2 separate regions of the Mus musculus genome follow, and region 2 is linked to region 1. A link is a contact called in public promoter capture Hi-C data. All regions are on one chromosome and are shown on one strand. Each heading gives the region's core, a stretch centred on a gene start, on an enhancer-like site or on the middle of the called end of the contact. The rest is flanking DNA. Distances are from core to core; before and after follow the strand shown.

Region 1 (2,710 bases), core at 103-2,602:
GTCTGTGTTCCCTTATGAGCAGAGCAGAGTCTGGGGTGGGGAGAGGGATGGCGTAATCCCTAACAATGTAATCTCCTCTGCTGTCCTTGCAGTTTCGAGTGCTAAAAAAATGAGTACCTCGGGTCACAGAACAGGCGCCGTCACCAGTGGCGTGCTTTAAGTGAAAGCAAATTAAGTGTACAAGCACTTAACTCAAAATCAGTCTTCACAGCTTAGAATATCAAGAGCATCATCTTAATGGAAGGCATCAGCCAGGACAGAAATGGGGCTCTGCTCTTTATATGGTACCTTCTATTAGCAAGCCGTGCAATGCTCTTGTAAATTATGAATTGCTAGGCAAAGCAGCTCAGGAGATCTGGTCAAGGTCACTGGGGATCCTAGGTCCAAGGATACACAGAGTAGCGGAAGCTGAGAAACAGATAACGTGTATCAGAGAAAGCAGTGAGGAATTCTGAGGGCAAAGATCAGAATCAGGATGTGAGCACTCCTCCTTGTTCGTGCCTGTGTGATAAGTTCCTTACCCACTGAGCCATCTCTTTATTTAGGGATTCATCTCAGTCCATGACTGGTTGTTCTGAAAAATGAAGGAGAGCATTTTTCCCACTCTGCAGAAATATGAGAGGTTCAAGGGCTGAAGAAATGGCTCAGTGAATAAAGAATTTATCATATAAGAAGGGGCATCCATGAAATTTCTGTGGGCAAGGTGTTTCCCTTGTAATACTCAGAGAGACAGGGGATTCTTGGAGTAAGCTAAGATAGCAAGATAGGAGTTTGGTAAGAGACCTCATTTCAAGATATAATGTGAAGACATCAAGGAAGACACCTGCTATCAACCGCAGGCCTCCAGATGCCCTCTCCATACTTGCACACGTGCAAATACACCAAGGTTCTTTACTTAACTAAGAAGTATCTCCTGGATCTCCCGGGTCTCATCGTTAGCACCAGTGGTCCACTGACTCTAACACCTCCTCTTGCCTCTTTGGTAACCAATCTTCTACTTTCCACCTCAGATAAACACATTCTTTAAGAGTACAGCCTTTGCATCAGACCCAGACAAACAAGTATAGATCTATGTGAGCTGGCTGTAACACAAGAAAGATTTTGTCTTCTACTTCATAATCTGTATCTTTATTCACTAAACACCACACTCAAAGCACTGTGAGGAAAAGGTGGTCCCTGTATTGGTCAGAGCACAAAGAGGATTCAGCCAGATTCTGGCATCATTAAACTGGTCAACCAGCTGCAAGACATTACCAGCTGCCATGTTAATCATTAATGAGGCAGACAGTGCCTGTTGCCTGCGTAGTGAACCAAACATTATGACTTGGGTTTTCATTTCATTTAAAATTAACTCACTGAATGAAGACTCTGCCTCCAGCTTGTGAGAGACAGAGCTGTTGGCACAAAGAATGGACTGGCAGGCCAGAAGCACAAAGGGAACATGAAGTCCCTCACAGACATGATCAAACTGTTTGCATGCAGGCCTTGGCTTTTAATTCAACTCAGTCCCACTTTCTTAAAGACCCTGCTCAAAATATCCCTGTGTTTGCAAGCAGAGCCTCTCTGTGTCACTGTCCCTTCCTCTTGTGGCTTGTCCCAGTGCCTCTTCAAATCACCTTTATAGGAGCTGAGAATGAAGCAAAGGGGGAAGAAAACAATCCCATTTTCTGATTTGAGGATGTGCTTTCTTTTTCAAGAAAGACAAAATGCAGCTTTAAAAACATTTTATTATATTTAAAAACAAAAGGAAAGAGATGGAATTGACACAGAGAATCCAGGTGAACCCACATTTTTCATTCAGTAATGAAATAATAATTTTTCACCTCTACCAACATCTAGAAACTCCTAATCTACCTTATGTACTGTGAATTTTTCTATTATAGATATTTCATGCTGGTATAATGTGAACACATACTACTTCTCCTTTTATCTTATAATTATCTGTATACCTTCAGGTTTCTTCTCCCTTGTCGAGGTTCACTCTTTTCATGAGAGTAGTATTTCACTGCTTACATGTGCCATGTTATTTATCCAGGCATCTGTCCTTCAGCATAGGCCATTTCTACCTTTTGGCTAATGCTGCAATCATCATCATCATCATCATCCTATGGAGTAAAAGGAGCTGCCTAGCTGAGCCCAGATAGACAGGGGAATCGAGGAAAGAATTGTTTGCTAAATCCCTTTCTGTGGTATCTCATATGCAATAGCAGATAATGGAAACACTGAATTCATTCCTCATTGCTTGTGGGTTTTTTGTTTTTTATTTCTCCCATGCACACTATTCATTTTATACAGATTCCATTCTTCCCTGAAGTTCCTCATGTCTCATTGTGCATGGCCTACCTTTTGTGCTATATCCACATATGCATGTATCATAGTCCTTTCTAAATGATTAGGCAATTTCAACATTTTGTCACATACCAAACTGTTTCTATTGGTTCCTTTTCTTTTGATTACATACTATATAATCTTGATTCTTCACATATTGTATATTTTCCCACTGTGATTGACACTGCATATAAATAGTGAAGATACCTTTATTGGATTCCATAAACATGTGCAGTGGTCCCTGTTGTAGATACTTCTACTGCCAGGTTGCTATGTTGAACTGAGAACTGTTGAATCTTTAGCTAGATTCAGTTTACAATTGAAGTTAAACATCTGAGGATAAGATTGGGAGAGTTCCCCTTGAACCAATCATGAAAAATAC
Region 2 (2,710 bases), core at 158-2,657, 470 kb before region 1:
TCCTTCCTCTGTGTACATCTAACCTCTGCCCTCTGTTTTGTCTACTTCTTTCCAAAACAATCTCCGATGTTGCTCTCAACTCAAGGAAACTAAATGGAGACACTTGTCTCCCTCTCTGCCTATTCTCCTCTATATAGGCCTTCATCATGTGACTCACTGGGAATTCCCCCACATCCCTTGCCACTTTCAACTTATCTTTCTTCAACAACGGCTCTTTCCAAAATTTAGTGTAGTTCGCCAGTTAGTAGGATGCATTTCAGCCTCACACATTTATTAGAACATCAAAAACATATCGTTCACATCCATTCAATTAAAGTTAATATCTTTATTCCTCCTTCTTTCCTTCTTTCCCTCCTTTTCTCCCTCCCTTACCCACTGCCCGGACTTCCCTTTCACAGGCTCAGCAGACAGCACCTGCTTCTCAGAAACAAGGCTTGTCCTGTTCTCCTTTCTCTAGTCTTCCTTTAAAAAATGCGAGTCCCTCTTCCTGACAGCCACTGGAGTGAAAGGAGACACACAGAAGGAAACCATCACAGGCAAAACAATTCTCTTTCTTTTTGGACGCAGGCCATTTCAGAGGTCTCCCCAGAATCCCCAAGTTCTCCTCTTTGCTGTTGTCCCTACAGGTCTGGTGTGGGGCGTGAGGTGTCTCAATTTAGCTGTTCAGCGATTCTCTGCCTGGTCATCTTACCACAGAGCTCCTGTGGTCTTTTGCCTCCCTCTTTACCCCCTCCCTCCCCCCCCCCCGCCCCCGGCCCCGGGGTGTGTGTGTGTGTGTGTGTGTGTGTGTGTGTGAGAGAGAGAGAGAGAGAGAGAGAGAGAGAGAGAGAGAGAGAGAGAGAGCTATTTCTCACTTGGGGGCTCACTTCTAATTAAGTAATTCAGGAGGTTTAAAAAGCACAGAACAACTAAATGAAACCTCAAATTAGAAGGAAAATGGCTCAAATGGGTCCCCATCTCTGGGAGTTCTGGTTAAGCAAGCAAACAAAATGGGCTGGGACGAATGAATATTGTAACTCAGAAGACCAAAGCAAATGTAATTAGTTCCCAGTCTACTTCTTGTTCCTCAGCCTCTGACACGCTCCAATCTCACTCCCAACGCCACACGCAGCCGCGAATTTATCCAATTCTTCCTTATCCTTACTGCGGGGAGGGGGAAAAAGTCGCTGCTGCAAAAAGCTGGGAGGGTTAACAGAGCTGGTACCCCAGCCTGCCAGCTAGCCAAAGGAGATTGCCGGTAGGCCTCAGAACCCGCCTCCTGCCAGGCTTCACAGCCAATGGGAGCCTGTGGTGAGTATGGCGCAGGGTCCTATTGGCTGCCAACCTACGTGCATAAGAAAGAACGAGAGAGGCAGGCAGGGCAGCATTGTTATCTTAAGACACTCATCCGGTGTCTGAGTCTGCAGGTGACACTGGTTAGGTACGGACCGGGAAGCCGGAGTGGGGACGCGCCGGGCTGCAGCTCCAGGATGGAATCCGCCTGCCTGCCGCGCGGCTCGCGGCTCAACCCGCAGCGCCTCCGCTGAGCTCGACGGGTTCCGGAGGACTTGGAAATGCACCTGCCGCGCGCTCCGAGGACACCAGCAGGTCCTCAGGCAGCCGAAGGAGCCCAGACGCCTGAGGAACGATTTCTGTCCATGTACAAGGCACAGATTTCGGATGACAGGGCGGGTGAGTCTCTTTAGAGTTGGAAAAAAAAGAAGGCAAGATCTTGGGTTTCACCTCGGTCGAGGGACAGGGGACTTCTCAGTTGGCTTCCCACTTTCCTCACCTCTCCCACGCCGCGTGCGACCCAGCCTAGTGCTGATCCCACTTCACAGATGCTGTGGGTGCCTGGGATGCTCGCTGCTCCACGGCAAGGCAGCAGGCAAGTGGTCTAAAAGCTGCCGCCGCGGCGGCGGCGGCGACAGCAAAGCCCAGAGCAGGAGAATTTGAAAAGAGACATCCGTTCCCTCTCACAAGCTGAGGGGGTGGCATTTCATATTTCCCCAAAGGAGAAAGAGCCACAAGAAATCATGAAGTAAAAACTTTGGAAGGCTGCCACTGGAGATGTTGCACAAAAATCAGGCGTCTTTTGGGAGTCTCCTCGCAGTCCTTGGTGGTTTGGGGAGCAGCTGATACAGCAAGAAGGACTCTTACAAGGATTCAAGGTAATCGTGCAGGGGTCTGTACCCCTGGGTTTTCTGTATCACCTTTCGTTGTGATTTTCATGAGTCCTCATTCAACCTTCTTGTCTGGTGCCTGGCAATTGCAAGCAAAAGGAATAACTCCCATTCCACCCCGTAGTTTCTGTCAGGTGGAGCTTAGCAGTGGACTTTGGGTTTGAGCTGACTCTGGAATCGCCTCCTGGTGTCGCATGGCTGTCACAGAGCTTGGGCACTCTGCCTGACCTATATTGGTTTTTTTTTTTTTTTTTCTTTTTTTGCCTGGTTTAAGTCCTTAAAGTTAGTGCAACTCCCATTAGCTTTCGAAAATTCATTCGGGCTCCATAATTGCAGAGGATGACAAGGACTTTTGCTTGCCTAGCTGATGCCGGACAGAACTGCACGAGGTTCACTGTGTTTGGGGAGGACCCTAAAGACCTGGTATTCTTTTGTGCAATATAGCTGTATTCACATGGTCATTAAAGCCCTGTGGCATGCTTTAGAGGCCAGTCTATTTCTTCTATGAACATGTAATGAGGGACAAAAATAATTCCTAGGAGTGAATC

Evidence for each region. Promoter capture Hi-C pulls out the DNA fragments that hold promoters and counts their contacts.
Region 2: a contact with region 1 is called in a promoter capture Hi-C map of hippocampal neurons, with 3 times the contacts expected there. The contact joins the promoter of Brinp2 here to the enhancer-like site in region 1. A contact is called at or near these places in 4 of 39 promoter capture datasets (the 3T3-L1 cell line, 3T3-L1-derived adipocytes, embryonic stem cells and 1 more), 1 of 484 Hi-C or Micro-C datasets (the N1E-115 cell line), 2 of 115 datasets of contacts at active chromatin or transcription factors (embryonic forebrain and forebrain) and 1 of 9 other capture datasets (liver).

Annotation. Positions count from the first base shown.
Region 1 is chr1:157,885,958-157,888,667 of GRCm38.p6, reverse strand. No RefSeq gene overlaps it. Among named protein-coding and RNA genes, the nearest start is that of Gm51655, 140 kb to the right of the region's middle. Within about 2 kb of position 1,352, at least 27 of the 459 cell types and tissues checked have an H3K27ac peak or open chromatin away from gene starts, as enhancers often do. A contact at or near this core is called in the N1E-115 cell line and hippocampal neurons, where this site is marked.
Region 2 is chr1:158,354,957-158,357,666 of GRCm38.p6, reverse strand. Brinp2 (bone morphogenic protein/retinoic acid inducible neural-specific 2) reads left to right here and starts at 1,407. Exons shown (of 8, transcript NM_207583.2): 1 at 1,407-2,150.